Regions from separate parts of the Mus musculus genome. Here regions 2, 3, 4, 5 and 6 are each linked to region 1. Evidence: chromatin contacts called from public promoter capture Hi-C data. All regions are on one chromosome and are shown on one strand. Each heading gives the region's core, a stretch centred on a gene start, on an enhancer-like site or on the middle of the called end of the contact. The rest is flanking DNA. Distances are from core to core; before and after follow the strand shown. Region 1 holds the start of Ttk (Ttk protein kinase). Region 2 holds the start of Syncrip (synaptotagmin binding, cytoplasmic RNA interacting protein). Region 3 holds the start of Cox7a2 (cytochrome c oxidase subunit 7A2). Region 4 holds the start of Senp6 (SUMO/sentrin specific peptidase 6). Region 5 holds the start of Myo6 (myosin VI). Region 6 holds the start of Cyb5r4 (cytochrome b5 reductase 4).

Region 1 (3,174 bases), core at 481-2,980:
AAAACCCTGTGTGTGTGTGTGTGTGTGTGTGTGTGTGTGTGTGTGTGTGTGTGTACGCGCGCGCTCACAGCAGCAGGCAAAGTAGCCAACAAAGGTAGCAGGCAGTAACAAAAGAGTTGAGAGAACTACCTGTGAGCACACTCAAGAAGGATTCTTTTTTGTTGTTTTGAGCTTTTGAGATAGGGTCTTACTATGTTTTCCACACTGGCTACAAACTTGAGAGCTTTCTGCCTCAGATTCCCAAGTTTGGTGTATCTATCTGCCTGCCTGTTTCCCTCCAGCAAAAAACACTTGTAATGTTTCCAAACAAAAGAAGTTAAAGTATGAAGTACAATTTAACGGATAACCATCACTTACTGAGAAAAACAGAAACAACTTCATTAGGCCACACAAGGTGGTTAACACTGCTCACCTTCAACTCGGAGGCTCTCAACGGTTTTTTTTTTTTTTTTTTTAGGTTTTTGTTTGCTTTTTTAAGCAAAGAAAAAACTCACCCGTGTGATCGGCACAGATTTTAGACAAGCTTAGCTCATCAGTACAGTCTTCATTTATCTTATTTTTAATATCTCTCATTTTGCTCATGATGGAATCAATCGTCACACTGCTGCCAATTAACTCTTCAGCCTCCATTTCTAAATTGTAACTCGTCTTTGGAATAAATAAGATAGAACATTAGTTTTGTAAACATATCTATCTAAATGTAACTGTTATGAGGTAAGTGTTAGTGGCAACTAAATCAAACCAGAGCAACAAAACCCACAAGGACATAGCTTGTAATTTACCAGAACAAAGTTTCAACGAACCAAAAACATCTATTCTTCCCAGTATGAAACAGCATTGAGGTTACACTGTGTGAACCTGGAAGATAATGCTCTCATGACGCTTTTGTGTTTTGAGTAAGGGTGTTAAGTAGCCTAGGATGGCCTTGCTCTCTCTGATTCTGCAGCTTATCTCCTTACATCTCCCAAGCACTAGCTGTACATAGATACACCACCACGTCCAGCTGACGCCTTTGAAAACTTCATTTCACTGAATGTCTTTCTTTCACCTACGGAACGTAAGGAATCCGTTTGGTAATGACAATAAGTTGTCCCTTTGGTCGCCTACCCTGCCAGAGTAAATATTGACATTGCGCGCATTCTGCATCCTTCTACAGATAAGCGACTTTCAGAAGTTTGTCCCAGACAAAGCCCTGATTTGTGCTTTTATCCTTCTAATGCAAGCATCGAGGTACTTGTCACAGTACTGGAGCCCAGGCGCTCCGGTTATCTGCATGAATGTGTTGGTTAATAGCCCACAGTCTGCAGGCTTTCTGTCACTCTGTCTGCCATTCTCCACAACGCAGTAACTAAAGCTCAGAGCCACCGCGGAGTGTTAACAATAAAAATGGGCCCAAAGGAGGGGAGCAAGGGGTTCCCCACCTCCTCCCAGCTCACAGCCACCCACGGGGGCAGGTCTTGAGAGTTACACAATCAGTCCTGACCCGCACGGCGCACCCGCTTCTGGGCCCTGCTCCCCCACCAGCAGCCCAGGACCTACAGGCCGTACCCGCCCGCCTGGCCGGGGGCTCAAGCGCCAGCTCGCTCGCCGCCACCCTCGTCACCCAGCAGCCTCCCGCCGGCCGCAGCCTCTCTGCCATGCCCGCTCTGATGCACCCACCTCTGAAAGCCAAGCTGCAGCCCAAACAGCAGCACCCCAACCCCTCTCCGGAAACACGTTTGAAATTTCCCCGCTGCCTTCCCCGCTACCTCTCATTGGTTACGGCTCGCCACGTGGAAGCGTGGGCCGTGATTGGCTCCTTGCGTCGCACCGCCCCTCCTGCGTTGAGGCCGGACCCACCCACTTCAAGCGGCCCGGGGAGTTACCCGCAGCTGCCGACGCGCTCGCCGTGCTGACCTGCGCCTGTACGGTCAGGGGTCAGGGTCTTTTTCTTTGGTGCTCTCCCGCTGGACCTTGCACTACCCTCCAGGGAGCCCTGGCCTCGCCTTCAACCCAAGACCCGCCCTTCTCTTTGTTAGAATTCTGGTCCCCTCCCTGTCGGGACATCCTGGCTGAGCTCCTTTCTCCGAACCATTCCCCCCCCCCGCCCCCATCCCCGTGATGCTGTCTCAGTTATGAGCTCAGCTGCTCTTAGGAGAAACGCTTCTCTAGGCTTTCTCAATGGTACCCAGCTCCCCTAGCAGACTGTGTGGTCCAGGGGAACGGTTTCATGGGCGAGAAATGGCGCAGATGCTGTGTTTTTGCTCTGGTTTACTCTTGATAGTTTTGCTTTGTGTAAGAAGCTACAGCAGTAGCCAGATCTCTCATCTTCATTCAGTAAGTGATGCCCTCTGTCACAAATTGCTGATACCCAAATCTGTGGATATTCCAAGTCTTTAAATAAAGAGGCATTGTACACACAACCTATGCTCTATTCCTGTATACATTTATTTTCTTTTGGTGGGGGAGGGGAGCTAGTTTGTTTTTGTTTTCGAGGCAGAATCTCACTGTGTGTGTATTCACTGCTGCCACAGAACTGACTCCCTTTGCAGAACAGGCTGGGGTTAAAGGCATGTGATTTAAATCTCCCAGCGTCCTGAATACTTTAAAATTTATCGTCTATGCATCATTTGTAATACCCAGTTGAATACAGAAGTGATACAAATAGATGTTATATAGTGTTACTTAAGAAATATTGACAAGTTGTTCAATAGAGACACAGGAAAAACATATTTTTTTCTCATCTACAGTTGAGTAAATCCATGAATGTAGAACCTATAGACACAGAAGGTTTAATGCAAAGTTAGTCTTTAAAGTATTTTTGGTCAAGCATAAAAGCTGAAAAGCAAACCTTAAAAAGATCAGACTATCTTCATGAAATTTAACTGTAGACTAGAACACAGCTCAGTAATATTTATAGAAATACAAGAAAACTCAACAGGGTTGTCGTTACACTCTTATGTAATTGAAAAAAAAATCACCAGACTTTGAAAACAAGAAAATGTAACTATTAAGGGGGAGGGGGAATAAGGGATCAATTAAAACAGACCAGAAATGACACAGATGACATATTTGGCTAATTAGGACATTAAAATAGTAATGTGTGCTGTATTTTATGCACTCCAAAAACTTAAGAGAGAATTCTATAAACATGTTAAAGAGAAATTCAGAGTGTGTGAGAAAAAGCAAAATAGA
Region 2 (3,174 bases), core at 454-2,953, 4.6 Mb before region 1:
ACACACATACAGATAATTAAATCTTTTAAAATATGCAAGGGGAAAAAAAGGGTCTAAAACATGAAAGGAATTTAGGTCAGAGTTGGAGAGGAGAGGTTTCAATTCGAGAATTCTTGACATTGCCTAGGGAGGGGCACTTTTCTATTCAGGGCTCATTAAATAAGAACTGTAAGTATCAAACTTTCTCCACCTTGTTTAACCTACGGTCTTTCTATTACCACTTTGGTTGTTTTTTCAATGCTATCATTATCCAGACTTTTGTGGTACTAACTATAATATCTTGCTGAATTAATTAAATACCATAGCAAGGATATGTTTGGTAGTATGGGATGTAGGCGGTGGATAGGCAAAGCCTTATTAAGCAGGTTTTGGATAGCAGTACTTCAGAAATATTTCCTACTTGATCCACCTGTCAACAGAAAAAAAGCTCAATTTTATGTGTCTAGGCACTTTGAAGAGTGTTTATCTAAGTTTCCTTGGACTACTTACTGGCTTATCATAGCATAAAGCTCATTTGGAAGAACAAGTAGCTTTCTAATTGTAGTTTTTTGTTTTTTTTTTCAAAGAGGATAATGCCATTTTTCATTACAGTCGCTCTGGATAAAATTAGTATCCATATCGCCTGAGATACAAACGCCTTTGTCTTGTCTTTCTTGTCCATAGTAAATGGTTACAAAGGAAATGTCACTTCACATAACATTTAATTGCCAAGATGCTTGAAAAGAAACACATTTCCCTCACAGTAGTCCTAATCACGCAGCTTTGTGCTGCTTCAAGTTGTTCAAAGTGTGCCAGGAGGAGCACTTAACTGCTTAAAAGGCCAGGGACAGAAACGGAATATTGCACAATCCAACACCACCGGGTCGGTTAAGCTTCCAAATCTGGCCTCCCTGTCATCCCCGAGCCGGAGGCACAGGGATTTCCTCGCAAACCCGCGGCGCCCCTCCCTCCGCCCAGGGTATTCGTGGAAGCGGAGGACGGCGCGCGCCGGGCCGCGGGATACCCCATTGTCTAGCAGCGGAAGCCGGGGCTCCCCGGGGTGACTCCCGAACTCCAGCCCCGCCACCGGGTGGCCCCGAGCTCCGCCGTTCCCCGTGCAGCTCCCCTCCCCCGCAGCCCCATTGTCTGCCTCGCCTCGCCCCGCCCCGGGGGACACGTGCGCCTGCAGCTTCTCCAGCGCCCAGGGCGCGGGGCGGCCGCGGCGGCGACAGCCCCAGCCCCGGCAGAGCGGGCAGCCAACGTCGGGCACCCTCGGAGCCCAGGCCGGCGGTGGGGCGGTGGGGGGCGGGGAGGGCGGGGTGGGGATATGCTTGTCTCCTGACAAAGAACGAGTGGGACACGCCGAGCCGGCGGCCCCGCCCGCGGAGCGAGAGGGAGTGTCCGCACAGAGGGCGGGTCTCTCATTCACTCGGCCCCTCGCTGTCGCCGCGGCGGAAGGGCGGGGTCTCTCCCCCCCCCCCGACCGGGAGTTAGGGGCGGGGCGAGAGGCGGGGCTCGCGGGCGCGCGTCCCGCGGCGTCGTCTGCGTCGTCACGTCAGCGCGGGAGAGAGAAAGAGCGACTCGGCAGGGACTGGGGACGGGGCCGAGAGAGAGCTAGCGAGGGAGGGCGTGAAGCCAGAGAGAGCCAGAGAGGAAGAAGGGCGGCCACTCGTGTGTGAGCGGCCGCGGACGGGAGTGGGGAAGCTGGGGGAGGAGGTGCAGGGAAGGAAGGACGAAGGCTGAGAGGACAGGGCGGCTAGCGGCCGGCGGAGGTGGCGAGGGGAGAAGGAGGAGCTGTCGGAGGGCAGGGGCTGAGCTGAGGGAGTGAGGGAGAGAAGCGGACGCGCCAGGGAGGGGAGGGAAGGGGGGTCACGCGGGGGCGCGCGCGCACCGGGAGCGCGCTCGGAGGCGAGTGGAACTGGATCGGGTTTGCTGCCAGCGGCGTGAGCTTCGGCCGCCATTTTACAACAGCTCCACTCGCGCCGGACACAGGGAGCAGCGAGCACGCGTTCCCCGCCAGCCGACCCGGTCGGACAGGATTCCTCGGCCCCAGCCCCGCGGGGAGGTAACGACCGCGGGCCCCCGGGTCCGGGAGGGGAGCTCCGTGACATTGTGGAGGGTGCTTGGGGGAGGGCGGCGCGGGGAGAAACCGGCTTTTCTGGAAAATGGATTCCAAGGGGGAGAGAAGAGCACGTTGGCCGGGGCTGCCGGAGAGTAGGCCGCGGCCGCGCCGCCACTTCCTCCTCTCCCCATGTGCAGCCGCGGCTGGGCTTTGTCTGCGGCGCTCCGGGAGGAGGCGCCTCGACAGCCCGATGGCCCGCGCGGAGCGCGAGCGGCGGACTTGGTGCTGTCGTGGCCGGCGGCGCGGGAGTGGGCGGAGAGGCGCGGGGTGCTGTCCCGCGACCGGCCGGCGGGCTTGGGCGGTGCTCGGCTCCCGCGGGCGTGTGCTTGGCGGCGGAACGCCCTCCCCGCGCGGGCTGTCGGCCTCGGCGCCGCAGCCACTGCACCGAGGGGTGCGGGAGGCTGGGGGTCGCGGGCGCCCGGGAGCGCCCGGGGCGGAGAGCCATGTGTCACGGCGGAGACGGCAGCGCTGGGGGGCGGGGAAAGCCCGTGGCCTGGCGCCGCGGCGGCCTCAGTGTTGAGGGGCGAGATGGTGCGGTTGCACGGTTCAGGGGGCTCGCACCGCGACTGCGGGTTGATGTTGGGAGGCGGTGATGACCGTCTTGGCCCGGTACTCGGTGGGTTTCCGTTGAAGGAAGTTGTAGGACATTTGAAGGCGCAGAGCACGTGTTTCTAATGGGTTCCTGGCGGCCGCAGTGGCGAGGCTGCCGCTCCGGGTGCGGAGTCGGGGGCGGGCTTTGGGGTGTGGGGGTGAAGGGTGGAGGAATTGGGTGGTGGGAAGGTGGCTTGTGTGAGCGCTTTGTTCTTCGCTGGCTGTTGTTACTGATCTATAAGCGGCAGGCGGGAAAAGCGCACTTTCTGGTTTACCTTGGAGAGAGACAAGCCCAGCGTTGCTTGCTTCACACACCTTATTCTCCGTTTTGGAACTGCTGCATGTGGCAGGCTGGGCCGGTCGCTGTGCTGATTGGGCTTCATTTGTAATAAGGTTTTTCTCAGTGAGTGTTAGCAGGTGAAGTCAGGGGTGGTGCTCAGGAAGAATCTAGTGAATCGGTCCTTCTGTACCCGAGCTCCAAA
Region 3 (3,174 bases), core at 281-2,780, 4.1 Mb after region 1:
TCCTTTTTAAAATGGAATGTGTCTGTAGATGGAGTGGTCCAGTAAAGAGAAAATTGTACTGCCCTAAGTGACAACGCTGTTATAGGTAGTTTTAATGTAAACTCTTGGTTCTTCTTGGACAGTCACTATTCCTAGGAATGTCAAACAGTATGCACTTAGTGTTGGTTAGTAGGCCTATTTTTTTCTAAGATTTACTTATTATTATATGTAAGTAGCTGACTTCAGACACACCAGAAGAGGTAATCAGATCTCATTATGGGTGGTTGTGAGCCACCATGTGGTTGCTGGGATTTGAACTTAGGACCTTCAGAAGAGCAGTCAGCGCTCTTACCCGTTGAGCCATCTCACCAGCCCCCCTAGTAGGCCCATTTTTATTAGTGTTAGGGGAATGGTAAGTATACAGTCGGTTCTGGGAAAACTTATATCCTGTGGTGAAACAGCGACAGCAGCACAAACTTTAACGAATTCCAATTACAGACAATAAATGTAAAAAACAAAACAAAAAAAAAAAAAAAACAAAACTCCCCATCCCCAGCTGTTGGTAATTATGCTCGATGGTACATTGAATAATTAAGAGGTGGTAGAAAAAAAGTCAGTTATAATGGGTGTTTATAAACTTGGTAAGGAAGAAAATTTAGACTGTGTTGGGGGTACAGTAGGTTATGAAGAAAAAAGTACCCCAAGATTTGAAGGAATTAAGCATTACCAGTTTTTATTCACGCAACACTGTGGAACCCGTTTATCATTAGCTTTTACCTGAAATGGCAATGAAGTCGTTTCTGAGTTTGCAAAAGGGTGGAAAGACATTTGTATTGTTGAGTAGATTATTTTTACTTGTACATTAGTGTGCAGAAGAATAAAGGCAGTTGTAAGGAGGAATAGTTATGCAAGACTGATGCAAAATGCTAACAGCCTATCTGTAAAATACGCGCACTTCTGACAGCTCCATCCAGGAGTGAAATGTGCTGCGGATCTGAGAAAGCACGACACAGTCGATATTTGTGTTGAACGTGGATTTAAAAATGTATTCCCCTCTTTTCAGCGTTTTCCCAGACTCAATAACGAAGTCAGCCAGTTCCAGTCTGGGGACACAGGAAGAGCTTCCAGCACAAGGAGTTTAGCAGAAGATCCACAGGTTGGCATACCTGTGGATGCCAACATCGGTCGTTCCTATATGATCTCAGCACAAAGACTAACGCCTCCCACTTTCATCTGTGGAAGACAAACCCTAAAACTGGACTCTATCCGTATTAAGAGGAGCTTTTGAATATTTAAGCTTGTACGACGTAGCTTTGACATCCATTGTTCCTTCAGACTGTAAACAATGGCTCAAAGCCTTCTCACAAGACAAGCTACTTTCCGGGTAGTCTGGTTGTCCACTGACTTCACCAGAGCGTATGAAGAGGGCTGCAAGACTTCACGCCTCTCCATTGCGGGTGGCGTTTGCTTTCCATTGTGATTCTGGGTCCGGCGGCAGGCGCGGCAGGGCGGAGCCAAGTGGTAAGGATAGCTTCGGAGGTCCGGAGGCTAGACGGGCCGCTGCGAGAAGTCGCTCTGGCTCGCCTTCCGCTCTCTATGGTCGGGAGCGCGAGCCCCTCCTCTTCCCGGAACGAGCCCTCTTGCTCGACGCGCGCGCAGCGCTAGGAGGGAGTTCCGTTTCCGGTCTGGTGGCTTTCGATTTTTGGCGTTCAGTAGTCGCGGTTGGTGGGTAACAACCGAGCCAAGATGTTGCGGAATCTGCTGGTAGGTAGCTTTGGGGGTTTGGCTGGTACTGGAGTGTCGGGGCGGAGGGTCAGGCATCCTGACAGAAAGGCGTGCTGGAAATGTGGCAGAAGACAGCAGCCGGAGTCACCTTGGCCGCGCGTCCTTTTCCCTGACCTTCCGTCCACTCGCCCCTGGCTGTTTCTGGGTAGTCGTAGAGGGAAGAGCAGGATCGCATTTGGTTCTTGGTCACTACAGCTTACCGTTGCTTATGGCTATGACTGTAGCTCTGACGTAGGCTCCAGTGGGGGGATCTTGGACACCTGGAAAACCTAGGTGGAAGGTGGCTTTTTGTTGTCATTTTGTTTTGTATCATAGTGAAAAGATAAAATTTTACCTGATTCAAAGAAGTAAGCCAAAGAACTAAATTGTACAGTTTTAGTTGGGATTTAATGGGTTTCATGATTGAAGTGTAATGACGATTCAGAATTACCTTTAACACTTGGTGAATATTTCTCCAAAATTTAAAAAGGTGTGTTTTGATTTTATTTTGTAATCGTTTAACACAATTAAGACTTAACACCAATTACATTTTTCTTAGATGTCCAGGAGTGTTCTAGCATGTGCCCTCCACTGCAAAGTAATTTTTCAGTGCCTTGGCTATCCTGGAACTAAATCTGTAGACTAGCATGGCCTCTGCCTCCCTAGTGCTGCGATTAAAGTCTTGAGCCTCCACTACCCTGCCAGGAATAGATTTTTGACATAGGCAAATATTAAATGAAAATGTTAGAACTTATAAGATGTCTATATCATTTATTTTTCTGTATATCAGCATGTTTTGTTCTATAAAATACTACTGATTAATTTCAGGCACAGGTTATATATAGGTCATGGTTTCTGAAGACTATGATATGTAACATGAAGCACAGAGCAGAGAATAGACAACATGTAGAAAATCTGGATGCTAGTCTTGGATAGTACTGACAAGTTCGATAATGCTTTAAATCTCAGCTTCCTTTCAGTGTGAAGGGTTGGAAGTTGCCTTTACAGGTTTCTTTGGACTCTTAGGTCTTGTTCGATGCATGTGAATTTTCTGTTTCAGGCCCTTCGTCAGATTGCCCAGAGGACCATCAGCACCACTTCACGAAGGCATTTTGAAAACAAGGTTCCAGAGAAACAAAAGCTGTTTCAGGTACTGAAGTGTTCTATGTGATTGTTAATTGTAACAGAGCTGGCACGGTAGAGTAAGTCCAGAGGATCTGCTTCTTAGAGGCTCTCAAGGTTTTTTTTTTTTTTTTTTTTTTTTTTTTATCGTAAGGAGGATTATTTGCTGTGTCTAAGAGGTGCTCAGGGAGGTGGGAAAAATGCAGAAGCCAGTGAATTGTGTGTGTGATTTGATGAATTGGTAATCTTTGGGGGAATAATTGCATAAACCATAAAAAAGAGTCCAGAAACAAAAAATAAGCAGGAATT
Region 4 (3,174 bases), core at 304-2,803, 3.8 Mb after region 1:
CCTAAACATATTTACAAATCCGATTACCAGGAAATTTAAAGTCGAATGAACGTTTACGTTCCCGGTTCACAACTGCAACTAAATGTACCTGTATTATGGAAGTCCCTTTACAGCCATAGGCAAAAACCAGTATCGTTATCCATTTACCACCACACCAAACCAAAATAGACCTTTTAAGCCGGCTTGGTCCACCAACTGAAATAGTTAACTCTGCTTCACAAGCGACTAAAAATGGGAACACACCCTAACTCTTTTACCTTCCCCGGCTGTCTCCAAACCGACACTTGGAAGCTCATTCTCTCTCTTTTTTTTTTTTTCCACCTCCCATACCTGCTTTACAAAGTATAAACAACCAAACACATCTCACCGGAGTTCGGGGCACCGCCGGGTCTAACCTGCACCCCGAGGGCAGCGGCTAGCCTGGGAGCTTTTAACCACAGGGCAGTGTTAACCACCACCTCTCCCCCTGCCTCCTTGGATCGGCCAGTTTCAACCAAGCTTAGGTCTGAAACTTTCCACGAACGCTTAAGAAAGACGCGGACGAAGTCTGCTCCTCACCCACTAGGCACCCATCGAGAATATGGAGGTGGGAGCGAGCCCAAGCCTTCGGCGCGCCCCTCGCAGGCCGCCCTGGGCCTCGGCTCGCTGCGCTACCACCGCGCCGCCTCGCGCCGGCCTGCCCGAGCCTTGGCCCGGGCGGACCCGAAGTCGGCGCGCCTGCAGCGCGTTCCCAGCGGGCCATCGGCCGTCCGGGCCCCCGTGGCCCCCGCGGCCCCAAGCCCACCCGGAGCAGAGAGCTGAGTATCACGGCCCGGGGGTGGGAGACACCCCGGTGTCGGCGAATTTCGCCCCCGACTCTCCCCCGAGGGAGACCCGAGCGTACCTTTCAGGAAAAGAGCCCCAGCGCTGCCACCGCTCTTGCCCGCCGCCATCTTCCTCCTTCCACGCCGCCTCCTTCTTACTCCATGGCCGACACCGGCGCGGTGCTGGCGGGGAATGGGGGCCGCGCGTCGGGAGGGTAGCAGCCGCAGGGTGGCGGGCCTCGGGCTCGACCTCCGCGAGGGGCGCTCCCCGCCGGCCGGGCCCCCCACACAAAAGCGGGCCTGACGGGAGGCGGCGAGGCCCACGGCCTGGGCTGCTTCTCCTCAGGCGCCTACCGGGGACCGTGAGCGGCGGCGGCGGCGCTTCCCGGGCCCGGCTCCCCTCGGCACACGACTCCCCATCCACCGGGCCGCGCCGGCCTCTGAGGAGCTCCCTCCGCTCCCCTCCGCCCCGCTCCGCCGCTGGCTCCGGAGGACGGAGAACGGAGCGAACGCTCACACGCCTTCTACGTCCCGGGCCGTAAAATGGCCGCAGCGGCTTGAGCCGAGCGAGGGCTCCGCGACCGTGAGGCGCCCGCGACCCCTCGCTGCTCCAGCAGTGGCCGCCGCCGCCCGCCCACCCCGCCCAGGCGTCAGAGCATCAGCCCAGGCCTCGGCGACTGTCCATGTGGACGGGGGTGGGTCTCCGCCACCGCCGCGCGTCGGTCGCCACAGCAGCCCCGCCGCCGCTCCTCCCCCACCGGCCTCCGGGCCCGCCCCGCCGCCGCCGCCGCCCCAGAGCCTCTCTCTCCCTTCGGGTCCCTGCTCGCCCCCCTCCGGGCTCGGCCGAACCCGAGCCGGGGGCTGTCGTCCTGCCGGCCTGGGGTGGCCTTGTCTGGCCGGCCTTGGCGAGGGACGAACAAAAACCCCTTCCTCGGAAGGCCCCCATGGCAGAGCCGGCCTGCGAGCGCTTGCCAGCCTGCCGGCCAGGTATTCTATTTGGTCGAGTCGCACCACAAATTCTAAAGAAACGCTCCAAGTTCTTGTCTGACCCTGAATTTAAAACGTGCCATGGGAAGGAAAAAAAAAAAAAATGAAGCCAGGTAATTGGAAAATAAAATTGTGTTCACATCCATCTTCCAAACAATGCATATATGATATGATTGAGCCAGTACACTTTGTGTGTGTGTGTGTGTGTGTGTGTGTGTGTGTGTGTGTGTGAGAGAGAGGGGGGGGGGGGAGAGAACACAGTAGACTATGATACAATTTGAGGGGCTTTTTTTTTTCTTCTTTTTTCTTACAAACCCCATGTAGTGGTGTAGGTTTTTCCCAGTCCATAAAGGGATAGAGACAGGTGGATCTCTCTGTCAGATGGAGGCCAGCCTGGTCTACAAAGGAAGAGCCTGTCTTCAAAAACAACAACAACAACAACAAATCCATGAAAAATGCAGAAAATGAAAAAAAAAAGTTACAGAAATTCAAGCCCCTTAGCTGTGTGGTCAGCTAATAAACATTTTTTTCTTTCCTTTCCTTCCTTCCTTCCTTTCTTTCTTTCTTTCTTTCTTTCTTTTTTTTTCTGGTTTTTTCAAGACAGGGTTCCTCTGTGTAGCCCTGGCTGTCCTGGAACTCAGAAACCCGCCTGCCTCTGCCTCCCAAATTCTGGGATTAAAGGTGAGCTAGCGCTACCACTGCCCGGCTACATTTTTTCTTTAAAAAAAAAAAAAAAAGTGGGTGGGGTTGGGGGGAGGGTGTTTTGCCTGCATTTAGGGTGGGAAAGCTGCTTCTTGTAGTTACTTCAGAGGCCGGAAGAGGGTACCCAGGCTAACCAAACTGCTGAATCCATTTCTCCAGCCCTTTGAGTGAAAAAGTGAAACATAAAAAACAAAAGATTCTAGGCCTTTAGGCCCAGGCTTGAGAATGTGACCTTTGTGACTCAATGCTCCATGGTATGCTAATCATAAAACAAATAGCGGCATTCCTCCAGCAACCTGCTTCCTGGGTTCAGGGCATGTTTGTTCAAAGAAAGTCACCCTGACCCACCCTGACCATTGCTGGAACCCTCTATGCAAATATGCTATTGTTAGAGGCTCCTAGAAAACTGTCTTGACTTTCCACTTAACTGGTATTTTTGGTATTTTCCAACAAAGCCCTCCCCACCCCCTTGAGTTATGGTTTCTTCCTTTAAATACCCCCTTACCCAGCTACTCTGGGCACCACGGTCCTCTACCCCTTCGTGGTGTAAGACTGTGGGCCCAAGAGTGCTCTTGAAATAAAAGTCCTTTTGCAGTTTGCATCAAGACCATTTCTCGTGAGTGATTTGGGGTATCACCTCTCCTGAGTCCAAACGTGGGGGAGTCCTCACGTTGTGGGTCTT
Region 5 (3,174 bases), core at 252-2,751, 3.7 Mb after region 1:
CGGACAAGTCCCATGGACTATAATTTGCATCTTTGTTTTTAATATGTTGTAGCTTCTATGAAAAATCATAGTTGTTCACTTTTTCTTGCTCATGTGTCTAGGTACTAAAGACCATATGTAAAATCTATACTCCACGGCTTTTTAACTGTATAATCGCAATACTCTTTTCTTAAGGGTTGTATTCTGTCCCTGCCTTTTACAAGTAACTTTTGAAAACAAATACAAAACTTGAAAGGAAGAGGGAAAAAAATGGGTAACAGATCACACACACGAAATAAAAACACTACAGGCCGACGAGCATCAGACTAAAATGACTTCTATTTATCACTGTGCCTGTTTACTCCTGTGCAACTGCAAACACAGAAAATGGGCAGACATTTAAAAGTCAATGAGCTGTTCTGAAGAACTACATTGTTTCTGGGCTTCCTCTGTCCCCCTTGTAGCATTTGTGGCCATTTCTAAAATTAATGCTAGAGAGCACTAAGGTAATTTTTTTTTCACTAAACATTTCCCAGTTGGAAAACCACAAGCCAAGATGTCTTGAAGTCGAGTTAATTTGTACAGAAATGCTGCTGTTCCGCAGCCAACCTTTGGACCATGACCACCACCAAGCTCAAGACTCAGATTTTATGGTGTTACAGCCGAGCCTCAAAGGCTGTTAAAAGTCTCAAGCTGACTAACTATATTCGAAAATCCTGCAACTGTAACACGAGAGCAAACTAAAGTTTTATTCAACACATATGAAATCGGAGCAGCGTTTGTGTAGCGCTCCAGCAGTATCTCCACATTGGGATTTAAACAGCTCTGCCCTACATACTTTATGCCGGATAAAATGTATCTTTGTGTAAAAGTTCCTGACATAGATTATCTAAGAATGGCCTTATCAAATTATTTCCTATTTTAAAATACAATCCACAGCTAGCACGTTTTAATTAGTTTAAGACGATTTGGAATTAAATAACAAAGTTATTTTCAGCAACACATCCGTAAAACTCACACTCAAAATACTAGAACGCTTAGGAACTAAAATTCCAGCTTTATAGTATGCTACCATGGTCTTCTTCGACACAGCTAAATTATTAATGGTATCAATTGATCTTTACTCTGACAACAAACTAGACTGTGTAGCTTTTTCACTGTGTTTCGAAAGGAGAAAATAAAACTATCTTGCAGTGTCGGGTGGGACTCGTCAGGTGACAGGAGCCCCGCTGGCCCGGGAAGGGGAAGCCAGAGCTCCAGTCCGCGCCGGGCAGAGCAGAGGCCAAGGCGGTGAGGACAGGCAGGCGGGCAGGCGCCCACACTCACCCGGCGAGGCAGGTGCGCGAGGGGTCGCGGCCGTGGAGAGGCTGCCGGGCTGCGGGCGCGAAGGGCAAGCGCGACACCGCGGCCGAGAGCGAGCACCGGAGACGACAGCACGACGGCGGCCGGGATACGCTTCCTGCTGGGACAGATCCCGGATCGGTCTCCACCCGCCGGCCAGAGAGCCCTGCAGAGTGCCCAGCCTGCGCACGTCACTGCTACGGAGCGCCCAAGGGGGCGGGAGGCGGGGCCGGAGGCGGGATTTTGTGGGACCGGGGCGGGGCGGCTAAAGAAAGGGCGGGTCTTCATTGGCCAGTGGGCGGGAACAGCCTAAGGGGCGGGGTCTTGGGGCAGAAGGGCTGAGAGGGGCGGGGTCCTAGGCAGCAGGACAGGGAGGACTCGCAAAGCGTAGGGTCTTGGGAATGAAGGAGCAGAGGGACGTGGCCTCAAGTCAAGGAACGCCGGGGCGGCTGTGAAGGGGAGGCCTCAAGAGCTAGGGTTGAGAGGGGCGGGACCTCATGAGGCGCCGGGGAAGGGGGTGGTTGAAGGAGTGCTGGGTAGGGGCGTGGCCTAATGGCGTGGGGCAAGAGAAGGGCGGGGCCTCAGGTTCCGACCGCATCCCTGCATCCCTGCAAGCCAAGGGCTGCAGGTAGCCCCTCATGACATTCCCTACCTCGCAGTGGTAGTTGTTTCCACTGCCACAGCGAGGGACCACAGCAAAGAGTCAGTTGAAGAAAAGTTGAGAGTGGGACAGGCGAATTGCGGAGGAACTCGCTTGTGGGGATTAAGGGTGGCACCGCAGCCCATCTAGGCTCGTGCTCCTCACCTGCCTGCGTCAACTTCCTGTTCAGCCCTTGGAGGATTGAACCACGGAAGAAAATTTTTTCTTCTCTGGCTAGCCTCCCATGCAGATATCATATTTACTTCTTACAGCCCCTGTATTTCCACCTCGCCCCCTTTGTTGTTGTTTATCTGGACTCTTGAGAGAGTCTCGGTCTGTAACCAGGCAGTCCTGGAACTCATCATGTAGCCCGCGCAAGCCTAAGAATAGTGACAATCCTTGTGGGCTGGTTTTATAGAACTGAGCCAACTGGCCCGCTTTATCTTTCCGGTTGTTTAATTTTACTGTCCTTATAAGGTCATATGTGGGTCATCTTTTTAAATTAAATATTACATTCCTATGCAAATTTGAGAGCAAACATCTCCTTTACTAGAAAAAAGAGGTTAATATGAAAACAAAATAAGGGGCTGGCAAGATAGTTCAGCCAGTGAGGGTTCTTGCAGCCCATCCTGAAGCCCAGCATGTTTCAAGGAGAGAAACAACTCCTCATATTGTACTCTGACCACTGGGCTCTGTCTAGAAGATTCCCAGAGAAGACAGGTTTCAGGAATTCAAACTGGACCTGGTGCCTCGTGCTTGTAATTCTAGCTACTCGGGAAGCTGCATGTTCAAGACCAGCATGGTCAGTTAGTAATATCCTGTTTCAGAGAGAGATGGGCTATAACTAAGTCCACGGTAGAATACTTGCCTAGCATGTGAGGCCCTGGGTTCAATCCATATCACCACAAAAAAATGGTAAGGGAAGGGTCAGGCATTCAGAGACGACCCAAATGACTTGATGAAAAAGCTACCTTCCACTGAACACATTTCAAATTCGTAAGACAGTAAGTAAAATTAGGGAAACTAAAAAAGAGGAAGGAAAACCAAGAAAGGAAGTAATTTACAGCAACCACAGAAATGTAGCTCCAAGATTGCCAAAAGAAAAATCTCAACTATATCAAAGATTGTAAAATAAACTAAAACCAGGGGCAGACTTATTTCTCAAATTCCAGTACTAAGGTGAGAGAGGGGGATAGAGGGCAAGCAGAACCCTT
Region 6 (3,174 bases), core at 495-2,994, 3.2 Mb before region 1:
CATAAGGAATCTGTCTCTGTGTAAGATTCAAATTGGTGAGATTTGAATAAAGGGCGTAAGGTAAGGAATATCTGCTGAGTGCGTAGCAATGCTGTGCTATGGAAAAGTCTCATCTCAGGCCTATGAACAAGACAACAACAACAACAACTGGTCACGCGTACATACACCTGAGCCAGAATGTGACTGCGATGAAGTAGTGGGTCTTGGAAAGACATCTCTTTCCTACTCCAAAGTTCTAGACTTTTAACAATTTAACAATCAGCCTATCTGGCTGAGTTCCATTTTTGAAAACTTTATCTGACTGTTTCATTGTTTTATGCAGTCCTAACTCTGCCTCTCAAGGGTTCGAGATTGTCTCATTTCATAACAAAGAAATTAATCCTACCTGAGGGTCCTATTAAATTACACAAAGATCTTACTTTGCCCTCTTTGGGGACAACAAAACTTACTTCTGCTATCGCATCTAAGGAACTTGCTGTCTTTGCCTAGAAGTTTTCTCCTTTAAATGAATGCTGAGAACATAGCCATTTTAATGAAGAAAGTCAGTTACTGACGTTCTCATTCTACAAAGGGCAACCTTAGACTATGGAGCCAAGCACTTAGCTTAAAGAGAGAGCAAGATACCCAGTTGATGGCTGGTGAGCAGAGGCGCACACACAGCAATGAAGGAAATGTCATAATCACAAGCTTACGTGACTGATAGCAGACTTTCATCAACCTATTTCTTTTTACCAAGAATGAAGATAGTAAACGTCCCTAGCTTCAGGGTAACTGTGAAGATTCAATGGGCAAAGGAAAAGGACTCCAGATACACATGGCCATCAGTGAGCCCACAAAACATCTTAGTGCTATGTATGATTAAAGCTGGGGACAGACATTTCTGAAAAATAAATGAAAACCTCAATTCCTTTTCTGATCTAAGGGCAAAACCTCAGATCTAAGTGGAGAAGAATGGAAAGTCTCAAAGTCATATAAAATAAAACTCGAGAAAGGAATCGAGTAGCCCAAGAAGACAGAAGTCTCAAAAGAAAATACCAAGATGTGGTTACAGAATAAGGAACTAGCAAAATAACATAAGAGCATTCGCCTTGCAATGAATACACTACACAATTTGTACTGAATTTTGCAACTATATATCTGTATTTCCACCTGCTGCTGACAGTAACCATATTCAACAAATAGACAAGAGCATGGTACCAGATTCAAAATCAACCAGGGGTGTCTACAGATGAGGCAGTGCTGGAACCACTGGCTACCGTATACACAGAGGAGTGCGACTTGAAGAGGTGGCACTAAATCTGACGGCAGGTTTGCAGACTCCAATCATCCCTAGCCACCGCCACTGCTCAGCCTGGATCTTTGACCGTAAAGAACAAAAGACTGGAGAGGACAGCTTGAGACAGAAATGCAACCATGCCGGAAGCGGGGTGCCGAGTGGACTTACCGCGGCCAACTTCAGCAGCTCAAACACACTTAGGGCGTTTGAGTTAGTAGTCGAACGAACGGCGTCGCCACTTACCTTGCTGCGCCCCTGGGAGGAGACGCGCTGCTGGGAGCCGGGGGCCGGGAAAGCCTGGGAAGGGACGTTCAGCATCCTGGGCCCCCGGCTCGGGCCGCATCCGGGCTCCGCCACCGGACAGGCTGCCCTGGTGGGACCCCAGCGCCCACCACCGTCCGTGCGGGCTCCTTGGCCCGGCCGAGGCCAAGCCCCCGACCCACTTCCGGGGTCGCCAGGGGTCAGGCGCGTCGTGACGCAATCACGCTCACGAGAGGCGGGGCGGGGGCGGAGTCAGAGGAAAGGCTCACTCACTCTGTGAGCCCGGTCGCCCGGCTTGGGAAGGGGTGGCTGTGCGGGGGTTGGGGGCAGGGCAGCGCATGCTCAGTTACTCTTTGGTCCTAAACTTCAGCACCACAAGGAAATGACAGCTTTCTGCTGAAAGATCAGAGAGTGAAGCTGTTCCCCAGCCCTGGTGCTGATAGAGGCCGAGGGTTATTTCTGGTAGAACAAGAAGACCAGTGCCTGTCTCTTGATAAACAACAATTGAAATATGAAAGAAAACAACACTATCAAAACGTTCAGACTGCTGAATAGTTCTCTCCTGTAAAATACTAAGCTCTAGGAAAGAGGACTTCACAGTTTCATGAGCTAAGAAGCCGAACTCAAGCAGCCTCTGCTGTGGGTTAAGAAACGTCACGTTTGGGGAACCAGTCTGGAAAACGAGTAAAAGACGTTTCCAGACGACGTTTCCAGAAGACCTTCTCTATCCATACACTCACACATTCTTCCTCCTCCCATAACTCTTCACTTTCCCTGAAATCTACAAGTAGCTCACTCCTAAATAGAGTGATTTGGTTTTGGTGTCATCCTTGTATTTAATGGCCTATGCACGCTACTTTTTATTAAAGGAACATTTTGTCTGTATAGGCTTGGGTTTCTGTAAGAAATAAATGGCTATATCTAAACCATATACTGTATATATTAATAGGCATGTAACAAAAGACAGGCCACCTTATACTATCCTGATTTGTTAACAAGAGAAATTCCTAACACTGTGGGTCCATGTTAGTGATACATTGGCTTTTTCTTTTTGCTAGGAAAATACACAGATCCACAGGGTGGAATCCAATAGAAAGAGAACATTTTCCCAAAGAGTAGTTCTAAATAACCCATCCCATTCTCTGTGGGGTTCTAATTTTTTCTGATTCTGGACACATCATTTACTCCAGCTATGTAGTTTCCAGAGTCCCTGGGAGTCAAAGTTGTGATAATGTGGTTTAATATTATGAGAGAGTCTGTGGATATGCTTAGTCATTCAAGCACGGGACATTTCTTAGCTAGCTAATTACCTCTCATCTCCACCTCTACCCATTTTTATTCTGGAATACTGCAGGAAAATATTTTTGGTATATTGTCAGACAAGCATTGAACTTGCAGTTCTCCTGCCTCATCCTCACAAGTAGCTCAGATTATAGATTAATAAAATATGTTTGTTTGCACCTGAACTGCTGAGCAGGTGATTATATAAAAACTAAAAGGACTTCATGAGCATAATCTACTGTGTCACCCTAACCATGCAAGTCCATCGTCCATCTCATTAAAGTATGGAATAAGTTTTCTTCTGTGATGCCTATGTAAGAAAAATCAGTCACTGAGGATTTATTTTACTCCCCAGA

Evidence for each region. Promoter capture Hi-C pulls out the DNA fragments that hold promoters and counts their contacts.
Region 2: a contact with region 1 is called in a promoter capture Hi-C map of pre-B cells. The contact joins the promoter of Syncrip here to the promoter of Ttk in region 1. A contact is called at or near these places in 2 of 39 promoter capture datasets (cranial neural crest and pre-B cells).
Region 3: a promoter capture Hi-C map of pre-B cells shows a contact between it and region 1, with 4 times the contacts expected there. The contact joins the promoter of Cox7a2 here to the promoter of Ttk in region 1.
Region 4: a promoter capture Hi-C map of pre-B cells shows a contact between it and region 1. The contact joins the promoter of Senp6 here to the promoter of Ttk in region 1. A contact is called at or near these places in 2 of 39 promoter capture datasets (erythroid cells and pre-B cells).
Region 5: a promoter capture Hi-C map of pre-B cells shows a contact between it and region 1. The contact joins the promoter of Myo6 here to the promoter of Ttk in region 1. A contact is called at or near these places in 3 of 39 promoter capture datasets (erythroid cells, frontonasal cranial neural crest and pre-B cells).
Region 6: a promoter capture Hi-C map of pre-B cells shows a contact between it and region 1. The contact joins the promoter of Cyb5r4 here to the promoter of Ttk in region 1. A contact is called at or near these places in 2 of 39 promoter capture datasets (erythroid cells and pre-B cells) and 1 of 484 Hi-C or Micro-C datasets (CD4 T cells).

Annotation. Positions count from the first base shown.
Region 1 is chr9:83,833,245-83,836,418 of GRCm38.p6, reverse strand. It overlaps Ttk (Ttk protein kinase), which reads right to left and starts at 1,730. Exons shown (of 22, transcript NM_009445.2): 1 at 1,660-1,730; 2 at 495-648. The coding sequence starts at 630.
Region 2 is chr9:88,480,926-88,484,099 of GRCm38.p6, reverse strand. Syncrip (synaptotagmin binding, cytoplasmic RNA interacting protein) reads left to right here and starts at 1,703. Exons shown (of 11, transcript NM_019666.2): 1 at 1,703-2,044.
Region 3 is chr9:79,758,209-79,761,382 of GRCm38.p6, reverse strand. Cox7a2 (cytochrome c oxidase subunit 7A2) reads left to right here and starts at 1,530. Exons shown (of 4, transcript NM_009945.3): 1 at 1,530-1,743; 2 at 2,804-2,893. The coding sequence starts at 1,726. It also overlaps the pseudogene Gm51685.
Region 4 is chr9:80,065,282-80,068,455 of GRCm38.p6, reverse strand. Senp6 (SUMO/sentrin specific peptidase 6) reads right to left here and starts at 1,553. Exons shown (of 24, transcript NM_001311110.1): 1 at 884-1,553. The coding sequence starts at 932.
Region 5 is chr9:80,163,361-80,166,534 of GRCm38.p6, reverse strand. Myo6 (myosin VI) reads right to left here and starts at 1,501. Exons shown (of 33, transcript NM_001039546.2): 1 at 1,306-1,501.
Region 6 is chr9:87,020,599-87,023,772 of GRCm38.p6, reverse strand. Cyb5r4 (cytochrome b5 reductase 4) reads right to left here and starts at 1,744. Exons shown (of 16, transcript NM_024195.2): 1 at 1,520-1,744. The coding sequence starts at 1,594.